Linked DNA regions of Mus musculus: all the other regions are linked to region 4. A link is a contact called in public HiChIP or PLAC-seq and promoter capture Hi-C data. All regions are on one chromosome and are shown on one strand. Each heading gives the region's core, a stretch centred on a gene start, on an enhancer-like site or on the middle of the called end of the contact. The rest is flanking DNA. Distances are from core to core; before and after follow the strand shown. Region 1 holds the start of Tmem218 (transmembrane protein 218). Region 2 holds the start of Fli1 (Friend leukemia integration 1). Region 3 holds the start of Kcnj5 (potassium inwardly-rectifying channel, subfamily J, member 5). Region 4 holds the start of Tirap (toll-interleukin 1 receptor (TIR) domain-containing adaptor protein). Region 5 holds the start of Robo3 (roundabout guidance receptor 3). Region 6 holds the start of Nrgn (neurogranin). Region 7 holds the start of Robo4 (roundabout guidance receptor 4).

Region 1 (2,700 bases), core at 134-2,633, 2.0 Mb before region 4:
GTTTGTTTTTCTCCCTGTGATGGAGACTGTGAGGTTCCTTATAAAGTTCTCCGGACCCTTTTGAATCTATATGTCTTGAATTCTTCCTCCACCTAAGGTTGGTTTGACAGCCCCTTTCACCCAATTTCCAGGGGAAAACAAACAAACAAAGAAACAAACATCCTGCACCCTGGGTTCATTGGATGAAAATCCTGCCCACCACCAGGCTGAGGATCTTTGGTTGTTTTTGGTTTTTGAGACAGGGTTTCTTTGTGTACCCTTGGCTGTCCTGGAACTAGATCAGGTTGGCCTCAAACTCAGAGAACTCTCAGCCTCTGTGATTAAAGGCATGGGCCACCTCTGCAAGACAAGCTGAGAATCTTAAGGGAGAAAACTAATACCTGTCTCAGAGGACAGTTTGCTGTCTGGGGCAGATGGAAATTACAGATAAGGCAGTGTGGTGTAAGGCTGCTGGTGGATGATACCTTGCCCGTACCCCAAATTTCAGGACCAAGTCCTTGAACGCAATAGAAATGGTAGGTTACTGGACAGGATTGCCTTTCTGGAGATATCTTTTTTTCCCGGGTAAAGCTTTGTACACTTGGCTAGCCTCGAACTCACAAAGATTTGACTGCCTGTGCCTCCAGCCTGCTGGGACTAAAGATTAACGCCACTACTACGCCCAGCTCTCTTTTTAACTTTTTTTTTTTTTAATTGCTTATTCCAAACCTTCAAAAATAGTTAGAATGGCCTGATGTGGTAGTACACATCTGTCATCCTAGCATTCAAAAGGCTGGGTGGGGCAAGAGGACCGACCATAAGTTTGAGGCCTGCCGGGGATATTGAGCAAGGCCTATCCCCAAAATCAACAAACTGGAGGAGTGAGAGCCTACACTTTTTTTTTTTTTCCTACTTTAGAAACTTCAGCCTCGTTTGGGTTTTAAAACATTAGGCTAATGCCTCCTAATCTTTGTTGGTTAATCACATGCACCTCTGGGCAAAATCAAATGTCACGACCCCTAAAGACCAGGTGACACCTGACTGACAGAAAGAGGGTGCTTCAGCGTCCTGCCCTTTTTACTGGGCAGGCAGCGATTCAGTCTGCAGGGTTCACCACACATCAGCTCCCAGCACCGCAGCTGGGAACACTGGGGACTGAGCAGTAATCCCAGGCCTGCGGCCAGGATGACCTTCGGTGGCCCGCGCGCCTCCCGCCCTCACCTTCCAGGCGTCTGGGGCCAGCCTCCGGTCCTCACCCGGCTCTCAGGTTCCTCACCAGGACTCACCCCTCGCTCTCTGTCCCCTTCATCCAGGCTTTGGTCTACTTTGGACGAATCACAAGTAGGGGCTCATTTAAGAAATTTAAGATGGACCAATCAAAGCCGCCCTTTCAGCACTTAAGGGCGTCCTCAATAGCTGACGTTGGCTGTGGCTCCAGGCAACGCAAAGCGTGGTGGGTGGGTGGTGTGTACGTCAGTCTCCTTTACGTCCTCCCATTGGTCTATATGTACTGTCCTCAGTTTCAATTGGATAGCAATGCTTGTCAATCACACCTTGGTAAGGATTAAACCCTTGGACAACAACGGGAAGACCGTTTAATAGCTTCTTGCTTTCGCGATTGAGATTGCTCCGACCGATCACAGAGAGCTGTTCCGCGGTCTAGACACCAATTCCTGCCCCGCTATCTATCTGATGACCAGTCCGCAGGAGCCTGGGATTGTGGGGACAATCAAATCGGCTTGGCATTTCAGGATCCCTAGAATCCCTCCTGAATTGAATGCAGATCACTAGTTAAAATAACAACACATTCTCCTTACTGGGCCTTATTTTATTGGTAGTTTTTCTTCCTTTAGGTTTTGACATGTACCGACAAGGCAAGGATCAATGAAACCAAGAGACAGACTTGGGAAGAGGCCCGAGGTCACATAAACCCTTTTCCCTTCTTGCCACCCTATACTGGCAGCTGGTCCACATGTGTGGAAGAGTGTTCTTCCCTAACTGCTACCCAGAATGTGTCAAGATTTTGTATGCAGGCTATAGGGTGTCTGATCAAAAGATCAGGCCAGTGAATGGAAACCGGTCAAAGTTTGCATCCTTCGTCGTGCAAGCGTGAAGGGAAAACAAAAGCAATATAAGATTTGTGAACTGCGGTCCTGGAAGCTGTGTCCTTAGACAAAATTGGGCCTGGATGTATTCTATCTGCCTGCTCGACTGCCTGCCTGTCTCTGTGTCTGTCTCTCCCTCTCTCCCTCTCTCCCTCTACTTCTTTCTCTCGTCCCGTCCCTTCTCTCCAGATTCTCACTATGTAACCCTGGCTGTCCTGGAACTCATTATGTCAACCAGGCTGGCCTCGAACTCACAGATGTGTCTGCCTCTGCCTTCCTAGTACTGGTATTGAAGGCATGAGTCACTAGCCTGGCTTTCAGTGCACTCTTTTTCTGAATTATGAATGAAGTGGAGGCTGATTCAGTTTTCTTGACTGTAGAGACCTATAGGTCCTTACCTCTTTAACGACTGAACGTTAGCTGCCTTATTGAGGAGCTATGCTATTGTTACTGTAACTATGTACTATTAGAAACTGAGAGGATACACAAGAAATAAAATGTTACTCTTGTCTTAATGAGTTTTACATAGTTTTGTAATGGCAGGTCAAGGACACAAGGTGTAGATCTAATTTATAGTTAGTTACTCCAGAGGATAGCACACATGAGAACACTTGGA
Region 2 (2,700 bases), core at 130-2,629, 2.7 Mb after region 4:
CCGTGGACACCCTCTTGATTTTTTTTTCCTTTCCAATTTATTCGGATCTGCTCTGGAATTTTTCCCCTCTTTTCCCGGGAGGACTCTTAAATAATAGTGAGAAAGTCCACAGCGTGGTCTGAAGAGCGTGGAAAAAGGTAACCTGTTTTCAAAGTCTGGGAGATGGGAGTCAGGCCGCCAGCGCCGATACCCCAGAGAAGCCTTAACAAGAGAGCTCCTGGGTCCAGCAGGGGAGGCGCGGGGGATAGCAGAAAGAACCGAGCCGGTAAAGCGGGCCACGCCGCTGGTTGGGAATGACAGTCCCTAGCTTGGACCCTTAGACTGCCCGTTCTCATCCAAGGTGGGGTCTCTGCTGAGCCGCGGCTCGCCGCGCTCCTGGGTCCTGCTGCGTAGTGTGGAGGGCAAGCTCGCCCTGGTGTCAGTTCCTTGGGGGCTGCGATGGTATTGAAGAACTTGGGCCGTCGGGTCCTGATAGGTGAGAGAATTTAACTCAAAAAGCCTAGGTTGTGGCTGGTCTACCTCCTTAGCGGGCTGTGGAGCCCGGAGTCGAGGCGCGCCAAAGCATGGGCATCTCTCTGCTAACAAAGCTTGAGGTATTGAGCCCTTGACAGGTCAGGTCCGCGGGACCCAGAATTCGCTTTGAGCCTATCCGGAGACCAGCGCTTAGATGCAAAAACTCTCTTCGGCTCCTCTCTTTCTTTCTTTCTTTCTTTCTTTCTTTCTTTCTTTCTTTCTTTCTTTCTTTCTTTCTTCCTTCCTTCCTTCCTTCCTTCCTTCCTTCCTTCCTTCCTTCCTTCCTTTTTAAAAATAGTAGGTTTGCCTTGATCTGCATCCGAATCTCCCCTGGCGGTCAGCATCGCCAGGTTATCCCCTGTTCTAACAAACTCTTCCGCCGTCTTCCTCCCATCCCCAAAAAAGTTTGACTCCGGCTGGAAAAAGCATTAATGAATGTATCTGTGGGAAGAAACGGAAAGTGAATGAGTCAGGAGGGCCACCTTCGGCCAAAGGCCCAAGGGAAAGGAAAGAGGCCAGAGGCGTTTGGCTTTGGATTTGGGGGGAAGGTGATGGGGGAGTTGCAGACTTCAGGAATCAGGGAGCGGATACTGGGCGTGGACCCCGTCATTGTTCCTGGCCAGCTCTTATCTCCCAGGAGCAAGTATCCTGTGTGCGCAGTGCATGAATGTAACTGGGCATCCCGCGTATATTTATATAGCGAGTGATGCGAAAAGCAGGGCGAGGAGAGGACGAGGGGGTGTGGGGGAGGGAAGACAAGAGAGAGCAGAGAGTGGAGAGGGCGAGATGAGAGAGAGAGAGAGAGAGAGAGAGAGAGAGAGAGAGAGAGAGAGAGAGAGAGAGATAGGACTTCCTCCCCGATCGCAAAGTGAAGTCACTTCCCAAAATTAGCTGAAAAAAAGTTTCATCCGGTTAACTGTCTCTTTTTCGATCCGCTACAACAACAAACGTGCACAGGGGAGCGAGGGCAGGGCGCTCGCAGGGGGCACTCAGAGAGGGCCCAGGGCGCCAAAGAGGCCGCGCCGGGCTAATCTGAAGGGGCTACGAGGTCAGGCTGTAACCGGGTCAATGTGTGGAATATTGGGGGGCTCGGCTGCAGACTTGGCCAAATGGACGGGACTATTAAGGTAAGCGGCTGGGCAGTGGGCGCGGGGAGAGGGCCGACCGGGGCGGCGGGAGGGCTGGGCGCCGGGGTCCCGGAAGACGTGGCCGCTCTCCCTTCCTTCCGCGCCCCGGCTTCGCGCGGTCTCCTCCGGGTGGCGAGTCCCCCATTCCGAGGAGGCCGGCCAGCCTTCCCGCCCAGGGCGATCTACCCCTCACTCCTTGCGCCACTGTGGAATCCCGCAGGCTCCCACTGTGCCGCCCGAAGGGGCTGCGAGACCCGGCAGCTGAAACCTGGGGACCCGGGGCGCGGAGCAGAGTCTCGGGCGGGAGATCGCCGGGTCGGTTCCCACCCGGCACCCAGACGACCTGGCCCCGGCGCCAGGCACTAGTCTGGCGGCCAGCTTCCTCACGCCAGAGGCCGAGATCTGCGCGGGCAGGAGCAGCGTTCGCCTCTGGCTGGGGTCCCCCGACCCTCCGAGCGAGTTGGAGGAGTAGTTGCGGGAGGGCAAGGGGTGCAAGGGAGGGTGTCTGAGGATCCGGCTGAGCCGGCGGGTCCAGATGGAAGACCCTGTTTACTTGTCAGCCAGACCGGTTTCTCTTCCCCCCTTCTCACTGCTGCTGCCCGGCAGTTGCGGACGCCGGCTGCCTGGAGCTAACGGGCCCGCCTCGCAGTTCCTCGGGTTAGGAATCTCCTTGCTCTCCGGCTCCTCAGTGCCTCAGATCCCGCACACTGTGCGTGCGCCTGCTTTAGAGCAAGGGATCCAGGAGCTGTCCTCTCAGTAAGAATTAAACTCCTTCAACAGCTGTCCCCCTGCGGTGGCTGGTTCAGAGTCTATGGCCTGGGGCTTGCCGATTGCACCCCCACCCCCACCCGCCACCCGCGCCGGCCCAGCTTGGGTCTAGGTTGCAAAGTGCAGACCAGCAGACCTGTGAGTCTGGGTTCCCTGTCACGCTTCAGAAAGGCCGAGTGCTCCCTCCGAAAGGGGGAAGTAGGGCCAGGAGCAGAGACGAGGGACACCCCCTAACGTGACTAGCCTAAGAGGACTTAGGAGAATGAATGAGAGCAGACGTTAGCTTCAAGGC
Region 3 (2,700 bases), core at 28-2,527, 2.9 Mb after region 4:
AACAGTGGATTCCCAGAAGGAAGGATATTCAGACCCCCAGAGCAGCAGCCAATGTGGTCTGTACATGGAGGCTGTCACACAGAAAATGAAATACATTCAAGAGATCTATGCAGAGAAGTAGAAACAGAATAATGTACAACGGACTGGAAGGTGGGTGGAACCTTGAGGAAACACGGGGGTTCGGGGGCCGGGGGCCTTTTAATGCCATCATTGAAAAGCTTTTTCCTTCAACACATGTACATAGGACGTTGCAACAGAAATGACATTATAGTTTTAATATTTTACAAGAAGAACTTTTGGGAACAGAGAAGAAAGTAGAGAGTGGGAGGAAAGGCCAGCCCCCTTACCTGAAGATGGTTCAGGTCTCACTTGCCTTTCAAGGGAAGGCCATATCCATTTCAATGAATAGCCATTCCCACTCACCTATAGACTACCCTAAGCAGAATGCTCCAACAAAAGACCCACTTCCCTTCTCCCTTCTCTAGACTTTCCCCTTCAGTTATAATCAGGTCCCAGTCTCAAGAGCCAGACCCAGTAACAGCTTAAGGTCCCCCCCTAGACTGTGACTCCGGACTTCCAGGGGAATGTCCCCCACCTGCTGCATCTGGCTTCTTGATAGGCAGGGAAGTTCGGACAACAGCCCCCTCAAAGTGCCCAGAATGACTGAGCAGGTGTTCCCCCCTCCCCTTGCAAGGCTCTGAGCCTGAATTTTCTGCCCTAAGAGTTTCTTCTGTCTGCTCCTCCGCACCCTCTAAACACAGGCACGCGGGCGCTCACACACGTGCGGGGGCGCTTACACACGCGGGCGATCACACACACACATGTACACGTGAGCTTTCCCACATATTCACGGGAAGCTCTCACACACATCTGGTGGCGCAGGTCTCTGACCCTCGCTTAAGCGTGGCCAGAAGCACAGGAGCATCAACAAGGAGGTCTTGGAGGGAGGTGGCGAAGGGGGAGTAGTGGGCAGGAGAGTAGGGAGGAGGCTGCCCGCTCTCTCTGGCCCTGCGTCCGGCACCGGACTCCTTCCAAGTGACTGTGACCCCCGATACCAACAGCCCCCACCCATCTCCACCATATACCCCATTGTGCAAGCATTTCTCCCATTGCTGCCTTTCTTTGTGGTTCTCCTTTGCCTGTGGCCCTTTAAATCGCGTTCTATCCAGAGATTCAATTGTAGGGGGACAGAGGGAGGAGAACCCGGGAGGGGGGGCGGGGGGACGGGAGGAGATGGGGAGGGAGAAGAGAGGAGGGCGGAGAGGAGAGGGACAGCAGAGAGCCTCCCGCTGTTCTCTCTAGATAGAAGGGCGAGGCAGACCGGTGAAGGGGCGGGAGGTTTAGACGCCTCTGCTAGCTGGACCTGCGACACCAGAGTGGCTCGGGGCGTCTGCCCGTCCGTAGGCAATGCCTGAGGCTAGGGAATCCCCTGGAGAGCCCTGAGAGCCACCTGCACCGCCTTGGAAGGATCTCCAGAAGTTAGCCCCAAGGGTTCGGAGAAGCTCTCTGCGCTACAAGTAAGTTGTCTCCTTTCTCTCGCGTCCCTCCCCCAGCCCAGCGACTCCCCAAACCGGACCCTCACTAGGTGTCCTGTGGTTCTAAAAGAAGGCTTTCCCCTACCGGAGCCTGTCGGGTTGAGACAGGATGGGAACAAGATCCGGTGGTCCAAAGTTCAACAAACTGAAGCTGGCCTTAGCTGCCGGCCTCCCCAAGATGAGGAGTCCAGCCTCCCCAGGACCATAAACGCCCTGCTCCCAGAACCAGACCAGGATACCTGCGGGACTGAAACCTTCCATCTTTGGCTTGCTTGGCCAGGCCTTGGGAGGAGATAGAGAGAACCTTGCTCCCAGAAACAGCTTCAGGTGGGGGCAGAGATGGTCGGGTAGGGCGACCCCCTGGACTGTAGACTCTCTGCCCCAGCTGCTTTCTAATCTAACTGCTTTGCGGTACCAGTCTTCTCAGAATTGGTCACTACCTGTATGCTTTCCTTCTTTTGAAAACATTTCTGCAATTGTTCAAAAGAAGGGTTAAAGATAAAAGGTGGAGGAAGACAAGCTATAGCATTTTCCTGATGGTGGCTCTCCTTGGAGATCTGCTCTGTAGCACCTGATTCTGCCAGGGCCTCCTTTAAACGCAAGGGCAGGCCACTAGGAGGGGGGTTTCTAGCCTGGGACTGTGGAGCAGTGTTCAGTGTTGGCTTCTCGAAATTTCATGGGCTATTCCCAAAAGGCAGTGGAGACTCTAGCCTGCCCAGCATCCATACCAAGATCCCGGGGCGCTATCGAGGGGAACCTTTCAAACACCAGGCAAACAGTGGGAATGCAAATGCTCACTGTGACTCTTCTCAGTTAAACGGAGACTAGCAAGCCTGTCCCACAGCACAGAAATGGCAGCTCTGAGAGGGTGAGTAACTGAGATTACAACGGGAGAGTCTCCACAGTATCTGACTCCAAAGTGTAGCTATTCTTTCTCCTAAGCAAGCTGCCTGGGCCACCGAGCATGGGAATCCCTGCGGAGAAGCAGGGGACAGCAGCTAATATTTACAGAACCGGGGTGTTGAGCTGGAACGGGGTCCTGGGAGTTAACCTGTGGGGCAGAACTACGTTTTCTTGCTTTCTAGAGGGAACTAAAGTACACGGATGTCTGAGCTCTAAAGGGAGGTTCTAATCTTCACAGTCCTTGCCAGCCCCTGGCTTCAAA
Region 4 (2,700 bases), core at 142-2,641:
TCTGAAGGTCCAGAGTTCAAATCCCAGCAACCACATGGTGGCTCACAACCATCCGTAACGAAATCTGACTCCCTCTTCTGGAGTGTCTGAAGACAGCGACAGTGTGCTTACATAAATAAATAAATAAATAAATAAATAAATAAAATCTTTTAAAAAAAAAAGGGTTTAGATATGCTAAAAAAAAAAAAAAAAAAAAAAAGAAATGGTTTATTCTTGAGCCATACCTGAGTGACCACGTCCCAGGAATATAGATTTAGGTTATCCTAAACTGCATGTTTCAGTGTGGAAGGAGCTTCACAACGTTTTAAATTGTTACAGAACAAAGTCATAAATCAAGCCAAGTTTAAAATACATTGTCGGGCACATCGCAGAGGCAGTACAGCAAGACTGGGGCTGGGGAGACCTTTGCTGTAGGACTCAGGTGTTATCTGATGATAGCTTTCGGGTTGGGCAGCTAGGGATCTGCTCAAGGTATGGCTGGCCGATCCGTGGGGTTTAGAGCTAGCTGAGCCTCCGGACAGGCAATATTCCTATCTCTCCAACTCACTGCAGTTCTAATCAGTAAGTCAGCCTTTGCAGACACAATTGCTTTCCAGGAATTCTTATGAATATTCATCTCTCACAACACCAGCATCCAGAGAATGTAATTTTGATGAGTAAACCTAGAAAGATCATTCATGAACAGCGCCACGGCATCAACTGCCTCCCTCTGAACAAGTTACAGGTTGGCTTGGCTGGAGAGAAAAAGAAATCAAGAGTGGGCTAATAAGGCCTTACACCAGCCCATTCTACTCCTGCCACCTGCAGTATTTCATGTGAGTTGGTTTTAGGTTGGTGTTTTAATAACAATATTCCCTTGGCGTTTCACAAAGCTCACAGCAGGAACTCTAAGAAGTGGAGGCAGAGGACTTAAATATTTCATCAGGGCTTACCAACACTTTGCCCAGCCACCCTTTTTTTGCAGTTATTTTGGTACCCTTGGAAATGCAGTTGAAATGCCATTAGGAAATCCCTGCCCTGAAGGCCAGCACTTTTGGCCAGACTGATTCCAGCCTGTGGGCAGCAACCTTAATGGGACCCATATCCCAGTAAAAGAACGGACCTCCCAGGGGCTAGCCGGCTTCTTTGTCCACTTAACCTACCTTACTTAAGGGGATGAAAGTCTCATTTTCCCCAACCGTGCGAAAGAAGGTAAGGTCTGCACCTCCCTTTCTGGAGTTTTCTCCTCGTCCCTTTGCCCTCACACAAGACAAACCGCGGCTCAGGGCTTCACGGCAGCCTCAGGGAGCTCGGGTGTCTGGGTTCAGCCTCGGGTCGTAACCAGGCAGCTGGGAATCTTGAGCGACGCGGACTGGCGAGCGCCCCCTAGGGTCCGGCCGGCGGGTGTGGGCAGGAGAGTGGCTAGTGCGGGCGGGAGGGCCGTGGCCGAGGAGCTTCCGGGAGCCGGGGCGCGGGCACTTCCCGGACGAGTCTGCAACCCGCAGCGTGGAGCCGCGTAGGTGAGCGGGCGGCGGGGACGCGGGGCGGTGGGCGGACGGGCCCTGCCGAGTCAGCCCTTTCCCCGGGACAACGCTCCCCTGATCCGCCCCTTCCAATCTGGGGTCCAGCACTCCCCCGAAAGCCGCCACCTTTCTGTGGCACCGATGCCAGCATGGAGCTGTTAGTCCGGCTGGGCTTCAAGCAGTCCGGCCACATCAAGTGGCTCTCCCTAGCTCCCTGAAGTCTCTGCCCTGTCATAACCTGGCCCCTCTGGGCTTGACTTTGTGGCAAAGTTCTGCATTAGTGTCACTTTATTTAAAGTTAAGAACCCACTGGGCGTTGCTATCACGGTCATTTAACGGGCATCCACCAGGGATTACTACAGTGCCAAGTACCAGAGGGACTAGGGGAGTAGGAACAGTTCGGTCCTTAGGTCAGACACTGGCTGGCAGGTAAACCAGAAACCCGAGAAGCGCAACTAGAGAAGGAAGTAGGGAGTTCTCCATCGGACAGACCTACCCAGGAATGACTCAGAGGAAGCCTTGCTTTGTTTTCAGACTTTAAGAAACAATATCAACCAGCATACCGAAACACAGATCCCGAGTCCTACCAAGCCACTTTTCACAGGCTTTCTTGTGTAACCTGCATCCAGAACAGTAAGTCTATGTACGTACATATGCTGCTTGATGTATAACATCATGTCGAAAAGGTGGACTGTGGACTGGTCATCCGATTTACTGAACATGGTTGTTTTCAGCTTTGGCCTGTTTTGAGTTTGTGTGACTTTTGTACCTTTGCTCAGTTTGATAGTGTGCAGTAGCTTTCTAAAACAGTTGTGTTTGGGGCCAGAGCAGAGGCTCGGTGGTTAAGAGCACTGGCTGCTGTTTCAGAGGACCCTAGTTGAATCTCCTCACCCACATAGTGGCTCACAAACATCTCTGTCACAAACTCTGGTTCCGGATGACCCAATGCCCTCTCTGGCCTCTACAGGCACATGGCATGAAAGTGATATATAGACACACACACACACACACAGGCAAAACATCCATGCACAGAAACGAACATTTTCTAAGCTAAAAATAAAAACTGTGCTTGCTGGCTATCACAGCAGACACCTGTGATCCCAGCACGCTGGTGGAGGTGAGAAGAGGTAAGTTCAGGGCCAGCCTGGGCTATCAAACCCTATCTCAAAACAAAGCAAGCAAGCACAGAAGTTACGGC
Region 5 (2,700 bases), core at 129-2,628, 2.2 Mb before region 4:
AGCTCTCTGGTCCTGGACCGAGGACTCCGAAGCACTAAATGCCCCCAGAATTCCGTGGGCAGGACACTGGATTGTAGAGACAAACTGGTTGGTGGGGCCATGTTCCTCTACTCTTGACCTGCTTTTGGTTTGGAATCTGCCACAGCTTCATCTTCCACCCTGGAATTGAGTAGCATATAGCGCTCTGAGCTGTCTTCCTGTGCAGGTGTCCCCTTACATATCAGAAGCAGCCGCTGCACGATTACATAGCCTAAGAGCAATCCAAACACTTACTTGTCCACAGAACCTACAGGATGGGAAAGCCACGGTCTCTTGCTCCACATTCAACATCATTTCCAGTCTAGAGAAAGTGTGTGCAGGAGAGGGGCAAAAGCAAAGATGGTTGGCTGCAACATCTCCAAGGCTAAAATAACCCCTATTCGAGACAGAACCGGGGCTTTGGTTTTCCTGTTGCACACCCCACCCCACCTCACCCCGACCGGGAGGATAAACAGCTGTTATCTGGTTCCAGCAGTTTCACACAATTTGGCATTCACCCGGTCTGTGACACTTTGCTTCCTTTGTTCTAGACTTTTGGTCTCTTCAAAACTGTCAAACAACTTCCTAAAACACGTCATAGTGGAGCAATGCACTATGCTAATAGGTGCGTGCTGCCTGGATTCTCGGGGTCTCCTCCAATTTTACTCAGTTCTGAGCACCCGGCAGGATTTCCTGACGGGGCGGGGGGGGGGGCGCATCTGGAGCAGGACTCCAGGTCAAGTTGGATCTCTGTATCCCTGTGGGTTCCTAGTGGCAAGCCACAGGATTAGGAGGAATCGGACGCGCACGTGGGGCGAGAGGTGATCCAGCGGTGGAATTCTCTTCTTCCCCTCCACCCCCACTCCCAGGTATCCTAGCACCCTGCGCTCACGTTTCCAGGACCCAGAATTTGAAAGGCACTGGAAGCTGGGACATTGAGAGCTCAACAGTGTCTGCTCTCCCAATGCCTCAGTTTCCCTGACGTCCGAGAAAGGAAATAATTCCTGCTATAATTTTAGAAAGAAGGGCTGAGTCTGACAGAGGCTCAGTCCGCGTCTTGGGGGAGAGAGAGAGAGAGAGAGAGAGAGAGAGAGAGAGAGAGAGAGAGAGAGAGAGAGAGAGAGAGAGAGACTCTCCCGCCAGGTTCAGAGCAACATTTGATGAGAGGAGTGTGGGGCGGGGACTCTAACTTGCGCGCGGCCCTGTTAGTGGCCATCCTGGTGGAGGTGGGGATATGGAGGAAGGCGGATTAAGCCCTTAATTACGGCGTGATCCGAGTGGCACCTGCTTTCCGCCCGCCCAGCTCCCAGGGGATTCTGGCACTGGGGGGGGGGGGGGTGGAGAGAAGAACCAGCGAAGGAGGACAGCCCGCGCAGAGGCACGGCCGGTACCCAGGCACGCCTGCAGGACAGCGGCATCGTGGCTGCCGCAGCGCGCAAAGGCTGTGGAGGGGCTTACGGCTCCCGGCCCGCGGGTCCCAGACCCAAGGGCTGGGCTCCGAGGCCCCTGCCCAAGACCCAGGCGGGCTGCGCTATGCTGCGCTACCTGCTTAAAACACTACTACAGATGAACTTGTTCGCGGACTCCCTGGCCAGGGACATCTCCAACTCCAGCGAGCTACTCTTCGGCTTCAACTCCTCGCTGGCAGCGCTCAACCCTAGTCTGCTTCCTCCTGGAGATCCCTCTCTCAATGGTGAGACTGTTCGATGGGGACCTTAGATTTGGAGATCGGGATGAGAGGGCTGCTTGGAAGGGAAGACGGAAGGTCTCCTTTTCCAGGACCCAGGGGCGCCTGTCAGGGCCCTCCTGGGAAGTGGGGTCCCAAAGGAGCGTCTGAGTTGGTGTATTTGCCTGTGGTGGAGGGCTGCTGAGCCCCTTTCTCCTCATCTCTCCTACTATCCACCTACCACACCCACCCCAGGTGGGAGAAATGTAAAGGGCAAGTTCCAAGCTAAGAAGGAAGGTTAGACCAGGGCACGATGTCGCCAGTCGGCCAAGGCTAAACCGGGCACTAGGTGATCCACCCAAGTAGCAGATGCCACTTCCAGGACCTAAAGTTTTCAAAAACCTCACTCAGAGCAAGGGTGGGAAAGCCCCCAACTTTGTAGGTGTTTTTACGCGGAGGGTCAAAGTCAGCAATCTTCTCAAGGAAACTTAGTATTAAGTTTGTATCCCCAGTGAGACTCACAGCTGACCCAGCCTGGCAGAGCGATGGCGAGGTCGTTACTGCTAATTACAGTGATTAATAAATAACTTGAGACAGCGCTGCCCCCCCTGAGCGCTGCAGGCAGTCTGGAGAGAGGCCTGATCGCGCTCCCTGCTGGCTACGTCAGGAACTCTCCCTCTGGAAGCCTCTGCCCAACTTAGGCTAGGGCCCCGGACTCTGGACATGGTCCACCTTTGCAGTCTCTAAAAGATGAAAGGATTCTCTCTCTCTCTCTCTCTCTCTCTCTCTCTCTCTCTCTCTCTCTCTCTCTCTCGTTCTCTCTCTCTCTCCCCCCCCCCCCCGTACTCAGGTGCAAGGGAGGAGCCCCAGAGCCCTATTTGCATGGCCATTAGCTATTCATTAGGCTGCTGTCGAAGCATCTCTGGAGACCAGGAATGACAGGGAAGAAATTCCAGGGAAAGAGAGCCCTCGGCTGTGTCTGCAGGAATTAGAGGGAAAGCGTGGATCAGAAGGGT
Region 6 (2,700 bases), core at 52-2,551, 2.4 Mb before region 4:
CACTTAGAACTAGTCAAAATACTGAGAATTAGAGGCTATTGGATGCCAAGTCATAGAGAGGACACATATATACCAATACTTCCAAGGCTCAGGAAACATCATGGAAGAAGGGGTAGGAAGAATTTAAGAACCAGAAGAAGGGGGGTGAGGTATGGAATGATGATTTCCAGTCATGACTTGGCTATTGAGTTAACAACAGCTGGATCACCTGCACAAGATCTCCACAAGAGTGGGCCCATTAACACTCTATCATGGAAAGAGGAGGGGCTTATGAGGTACCACCCCACCCTGAAGATTTATACACAATTAATAGTTGGTGAGGTAGGGAGAGACATTTACTTTAGGGGTGCAGTCACTAGTACAGTGCCTACAATGCTGTAAAGAAGCCCTTGCCCGTGCTCCTATAAACAACACTAACAAAATTCAATGGGTTCCTTCTCGACACCCCCCCATTCCAAAAAAAAAGACATGGCAATAAAAGGGATACTTGTGGAAAGAGTAGGGGTTATCAGGAGTGGGAAGGGGCAAAAGAGGGTAACCAGGTGAACATGGTTTAAAGGGCACAAGTAGGTCACAATGGAATCAATTAATACGTAGAATCAACGTGTGACAATACAGTGTTCTTGCTAAAAATTTTAAAAAGAAAACACTTAGTGCAGACATTGCCAGCAGTGAGAATGCAGGTATTTTTGTCTATGTGCTAACTAACAGGAGGTCTACCGTTTACCTGTGCTTCACAGGGTGTGTGGACACGGCCCTGTGGAGTTGTTTTTGCCTATTGTGTCTGCAGTGTCTGTATGTGGGAAGATACACCACACCACCCCGCCTGGGAGTATGTATGGATGCATGAGGCTTGGAGCGTCTATGTCACTATGTGCCCATCATGTAGGCTGTCTACCATCAGGTTTCTCTGTAACTAGAGTGAGGAGGGCATCTCTGCAGAGAGGGGAAATAGAGGGAGTAATGTTTGGGACTCTAGAACAGGGAGGTGGGTGAGGTTCGTGGTTTTCTATCTATGGGCGGTAGGGCGTGCTGCACCCAGATGTGTATTTGTGCCCTGGATGTTGGAGGCCTTGTGCTTACTCCGACGTACATCTGCCTGGCAGTCTGCGACTTAGAAAGCGGGGGGGGGGGTGAATTTGGGAGATGGGGTGTGTAGGAGGAATGGATGGAAGTGTGTAGGTGGAGAGGTTGGAGCACCAAAGCGAGCGAGGCGGAGAGAGTCGAGAGAAGGAGTGGTCCTCGCTCCAGTTCTCCCCGCCCACCCTGCAGAAAGTGTCTTCTGATTGGCTTCGAGGCCGCAGGGCTCAGGTTACATTCGCAAGAGTTGCGGAGCGCGGGAGACCGGACCCAAGAGGAGAGAGGCTGGTTCTGCAAGGATTCTGCGCTGGTCGGGGAGTGCCCGACAGCCCCTGAGCTGCCACCCAGCATCGTACAAACCCACCCCCGCTCTGCGCCAGGCTCCACCCCAGCCAAGGACCCTCAACACCGGCAATGGACTGCTGCACGGTAAGTCCATACTTGAACTCAGCGTGTTCTGGGGCAAGGGGCACACGAGAACCCCTGGGGGGTGAGTGAGGGATGGAAGTGGGTGCGGAAGACCTAGGAACAATGTGGGAAAGAATGGTGCTGAAATATTGTATTGGATGATGGAAGGCGCCTGCCTGATCTGAGCCAAGCCCTGGGGAAAATGCTCCCCAGCTCGCGGGGGCGTCTGAGCGCCCATGGGCCAGACAATCTAGGTTGTATCTGGATCTGAGCAGAGCTTTCATGCAGGAAAGCTGCTGCTTAGACGAGAGGTGGAACTTCCCCCACGGAGACACAGGAAAGTTGCTGGTGTGCTAGTCCTTTCCCTTGGTATTTTTTGGCCCCCAAACGATTTCCTATCCCACTGCTGCTGTCGCGGACTGTGGCAAGATCTTCACGACCCTCAGATGATCGTCTAAGCCCTTATGTGGCGAAGTCGGGGAGAATCCACCCTGGTCTTGGTGGTGATGGGCAGGAAAGAACCTAGTCAGTGTGGTTCTGGGGTGGAGCTGGTTCAGCCCCCAAAACCTTCTCCTTTGGAAGGTGCTGGGTGAGTGACCGTGAGAGGGCCCTGTGGGCAAGGGGAGGAAGTGTCTATCAGCGCCTACACGGAAACTGGATGCTGCAAGTGCCTAACGCCAAAGCAGATCTTGTTAAGGGCTCTTGTATGAAGGCATCCAGCACTGGTCCTGGCTCCTAGCTGGCTAAAGGAGTTGAGTGACCCATACCTATATAAAACGTGTTTGCTTATTCTTAGCCTCCGATCTAAGGAAAGAGACGACTCCAAATTCCTAGTGTTTTCTTTCTGTCACTCTGGCTAAAGACTCCAGAGGTTACTTAACGACAGCAGGAACCCCACCTTTCTCCCACAATGTGCAAAATAAATAAGTTTGGAAGGGAGGAATAGCCCATATCTTTGAGAGGTGACACTTCCCAATGCCCAGTGTCCAAGACGCAGTGAGAACTTAGGGGCAAGCCATTGCTGACATTTTAACTCTTGTTAAATAAATAACAGCTGCCAGAGTGCCTGATCACCCCAGGTAGGTAGGTCTTTTACAGTTGTACAAATGGGGCTTAGAAATGTGATTTTTTTTCCCCAAGTAGGCACCTTTGACAAGTGTGGAGCCCTGTCCTCTCAAAAGATTGCCCTCCAATCCCTCTTTGAAGCATACT
Region 7 (2,700 bases), core at 160-2,659, 2.2 Mb before region 4:
TCAGTTGCTCAATGTGCCCAGGACAGGATGATGTATGGGCAAAGGAGTTCCCAGGATTGGGGTTCACTCACTGTGCGCCTCCCTGGCTGGAGGACCAGGGGTTTCCCGTCTTTCCACCATGAGACCGAGGGTTTTGGGTAGCCCCAGGGAGGACCACACTCAAGAACCAAGCTCTCTCCCACCACGGCCACTGTGTCCCGAGGTTGGATCTGGAAGTCCTCCTGGAGGACTATTGGGAAGTCAGCAAATCAGCAGGAAGCACGTCTACCCACCCTGAGTCCTTCTAACATCCTAACATGGATGGCTTATCCGAACATGCTTACCCAATTCTGCTCTACCACTTCCTTGCCCCTCTATCTCTAGTTTAACCTAGTTCTCCATCCCAAGACCCTCAGTCCCTGCCTCCCTTCACAGACAGACTCTCGTATTTCCCTGGACACAAGCATCTCAGCCTAACTCTGCTTCCCCCTGGGCCTACCCTCCCAAGCCTCACCAGCCACAGACAGCCTAGCACCCCGGCTCACTGCTGTGCCCAGCCGGTTGCTGGCCTCACATGTGTAGACACCCAGGATTGCTGAGAGGATGTTCTGGTCATCTTGTGGCCGTCCCTGGACAGAGGGCCGATGTAACAGGAGGGTCCCATCCGGCAAAAGGTAATGTAGGTCTGGGGTGGCCATGCTGAGGGGCTGCCCATTCAGCAGCCAGCGGATAGTGGGAGGTGGTTGGCCGGATGATCTGCACCTCATCTTGGCTGGGCCAGAGCCCTGAAGTAGCTGGTCCTGGGGGTGAACTAGGATCTGGGGTGGAGAATCCAGAGCCTCACCTCCTAAGAGGGAAAGAGAGACTCCTGTACTGCACCCCTTCTATGTCTTGTGTAGGAATCTGTAGTCTTGTGTAGGCTTATCTTACTGAACATTTATTTCCAAATAAGAAGCTAACTAGGAGGGGAGAAGGTCTGAGTCCATAGGTCAAGATCTGCATAGCTCTTTCTCTGTTGCACGCACACACACACACACACACACTCTCTCTCTCTCTCTCTCTCTCTCTCTCTCTCTCTCTCTCTCTCTCTCTCTCTCAACCCCCATCTTTGTCTCTGATACTTCACTGCTAACTAGAAGAAAGGCACCAGACAACAGAGATGCTCCTTTGTCCTGCTGGCTTTGGATCCAGACCGTGGATCCTGCCATGAATCCAGGAGCGTGGGTTAGGAGAGGGAGGGCCCTACTCACCCATGATGAAAAGCAGCAGCAGAGGCAGAGGCCACTCCGTCCCCAGGAGGCCCGTTCCTCCAGAGCCCATGGCTGCTCTCGGCTCCTCTCCTTGTCCCATACACTTTTGTCCGGTTGTTCTGAGCTCACAGCAGTAAGGGAAGAAAGGGAGGGGTGGGGTGGTGGTAGTTGTTTGTGACTGAGACTCTGTCCCAGTAGGGAAGCAGCTTTGAGGAAACGGATGCTTCCTGCCTGGCCCTCATGCCTTAGAGAACTGGGAGGGGACCAGAGGTGAGAAACTCTCTGACCTCTACACTTCAGCTGTAATCCCCGGGATGCTAACTGCAGGCTAAGGGTTTACTTCATGTCTGAGTTAGGGTTTCTTAAATGAAATCCTCACACTGATCCCAATTGTACCCATACAATCTGCCAACTCCACAGCTCTGTTCAAAGCATATGTTTAATCTTGGTCTCTATCGGCTTTTTCCCATTAGCCAGCCACCTAATAGAGGAGGAGGAAGACCAGAGGTTGAGCCTCAGACATAGGAGTAAGGAGCTGAAGATAGAGTCCAAAGGGCTTACAGGCCAAGAAAGCAAGGGGCACATGGGGGTCAGGAGGTAGCAAGTGTCTATCTCTGGTCCAATCCCCAGGAGCAGGTAGACTGAGTCTTGGGAGGCTAGAAAGTAGGAATGACTCAGAACCTTAAGCTTTGAAAACCCATGGACTAGCTGGGCAGTGGTGGCACACGCCTTTAATCCCAGCACTTGGGAGGCAGAGGCAGGCGGATTTCTGAGTTCAAGGCCAGCCTGGTCTACAGAGTGAGGTCCAGGACAGCCAGGGCTACACAGAGAAACCCTGTCTCAAAAAAGAAAAGAAGAAAAGAAAAAGAAAACCCATGGACTATGTACGCATTTTCATCAAAAGATTTGGAAATGATGTCTGTGGGCTCTTGGGCAGATTCCTTCATCCTCAAAGCCAGTTTTCATACCTGTAAAATGGGGATATTAATAATAGACACCACCTTCAGATCCAGAGTAAAACTGGAATGAGATTAGGCATGAGATAGACTAGGTATGGACACAGGGGTATCACCTGTGTTTTTGTGCACATCCCACCACTGAAACTCTCTGAAGCATCATCAGTGGGATGGGTTCTAGGATTGGGGAAGATGGTCGTAATGAAGCCTTCCAAGGCTGGCCTGGTCTGACACCTGTCTTCTATGGCTACATAGCACACAACCTACACAACAACTAAGCTGACTGTATTGGCTCCTCCCTGAAACCCAGAGAGACTGCCTTCTCCTCAGAGCCCAGCTCCTGTTTACCAGTCTCTTCCTTCCAAATCTGGAATCTCAGCCATTTCCTAGAGCTGTTCACAGAAGGCCAAGGCCAGGCTCTGAGCTTCAGCGGAAAAGCGTGCAGGCTTTGTTCTTCATTGTTCTGGCCAGCTTGTCTGGAGGCCCCTAACACAGCTGACCCTTCTCCCTTCCTC

Evidence for each region. Promoter capture Hi-C pulls out the DNA fragments that hold promoters and counts their contacts. HiChIP or PLAC-seq counts read pairs in DNA pulled down with a chosen protein or histone mark. Capture Hi-C pulls out chosen DNA fragments and counts their contacts.
Region 1: a contact with region 4 is called in a promoter capture Hi-C map of adipose tissue, with 3 times the contacts expected there. The contact joins the promoter of Tmem218 here to the promoter of Tirap in region 4. A contact is called at or near these places in 2 of 39 promoter capture datasets (both in liver) and 1 of 9 other capture datasets (adipose tissue).
Region 2: a contact with region 4 is called in an H3K27ac HiChIP or PLAC-seq map of embryonic stem cells, with 8 times the contacts expected there. The contact joins the promoter of Fli1 here to the promoter of Tirap in region 4. A contact is called at or near these places in 2 of 115 datasets of contacts at active chromatin or transcription factors (embryonic stem cells and large pre-B cells).
Region 3: a contact with region 4 is called in a promoter capture Hi-C map of hippocampal neurons, with 5 times the contacts expected there. The contact joins the promoter of Kcnj5 here to the promoter of Tirap in region 4. A contact is called at or near these places in 1 of 39 promoter capture datasets (hippocampal neurons), 1 of 484 Hi-C or Micro-C datasets (B cells) and 1 of 115 datasets of contacts at active chromatin or transcription factors (astrocytes).
Region 5: a contact with region 4 is called in a promoter capture Hi-C map of pre-B cells, with 5 times the contacts expected there. The contact joins the promoter of Robo3 here to the promoter of Tirap in region 4. A contact is called at or near these places in 2 of 39 promoter capture datasets (liver and pre-B cells) and 1 of 484 Hi-C or Micro-C datasets (B cells).
Region 6: a contact with region 4 is called in a promoter capture Hi-C map of pre-B cells, with 4 times the contacts expected there. The contact joins the promoter of Nrgn here to the promoter of Tirap in region 4. A contact is called at or near these places in 2 of 39 promoter capture datasets (liver and pre-B cells).
Region 7: a promoter capture Hi-C map of liver shows a contact between it and region 4, with 5 times the contacts expected there. The contact joins the promoter of Robo4 here to the promoter of Tirap in region 4. A contact is called at or near these places in 2 of 39 promoter capture datasets (liver and pre-B cells) and 1 of 9 other capture datasets (liver).

The regions. Positions count from the first base shown.
Region 1 is chr9:37,206,906-37,209,605 of GRCm38.p6, reverse strand. Tmem218 (transmembrane protein 218) reads right to left here and starts at 1,383. Exons shown (of 4, transcript NM_025464.3): 1 at 1,201-1,383.
Region 2 is chr9:32,540,131-32,542,830 of GRCm38.p6, reverse strand. Fli1 (Friend leukemia integration 1) reads left to right here and starts at 1,379. Exons shown (of 9, transcript NM_008026.5): 1 at 1,379-1,640. The coding sequence starts at 1,623.
Region 3 is chr9:32,342,921-32,345,620 of GRCm38.p6, reverse strand. Kcnj5 (potassium inwardly-rectifying channel, subfamily J, member 5) reads left to right here and starts at 1,277. Exons shown (of 4, transcript NM_010605.5): 1 at 1,277-1,517.
Region 4 is chr9:35,198,656-35,201,355 of GRCm38.p6, reverse strand. Tirap (toll-interleukin 1 receptor (TIR) domain-containing adaptor protein) reads left to right here and starts at 1,391. Exons shown (of 7, transcript NM_054096.2): 1 at 1,391-1,499; 2 at 2,037-2,145.
Region 5 is chr9:37,431,853-37,434,552 of GRCm38.p6, reverse strand. Robo3 (roundabout guidance receptor 3) reads left to right here and starts at 1,378. Exons shown (of 28, transcript NM_001164767.1): 1 at 1,378-1,711. The coding sequence starts at 1,552.
Region 6 is chr9:37,551,346-37,554,045 of GRCm38.p6, reverse strand. It overlaps Nrgn (neurogranin), which reads left to right and starts at 1,301. Exons shown (of 4, transcript NM_022029.2): 1 at 1,301-1,509. The coding sequence starts at 1,495.
Region 7 is chr9:37,400,681-37,403,380 of GRCm38.p6, reverse strand. It overlaps Robo4 (roundabout guidance receptor 4), which reads right to left and starts at 1,409. Exons shown (of 18, transcript NM_001309390.2): 1 at 1,230-1,409; 2 at 494-826; 3 at 72-229. The coding sequence starts at 1,299.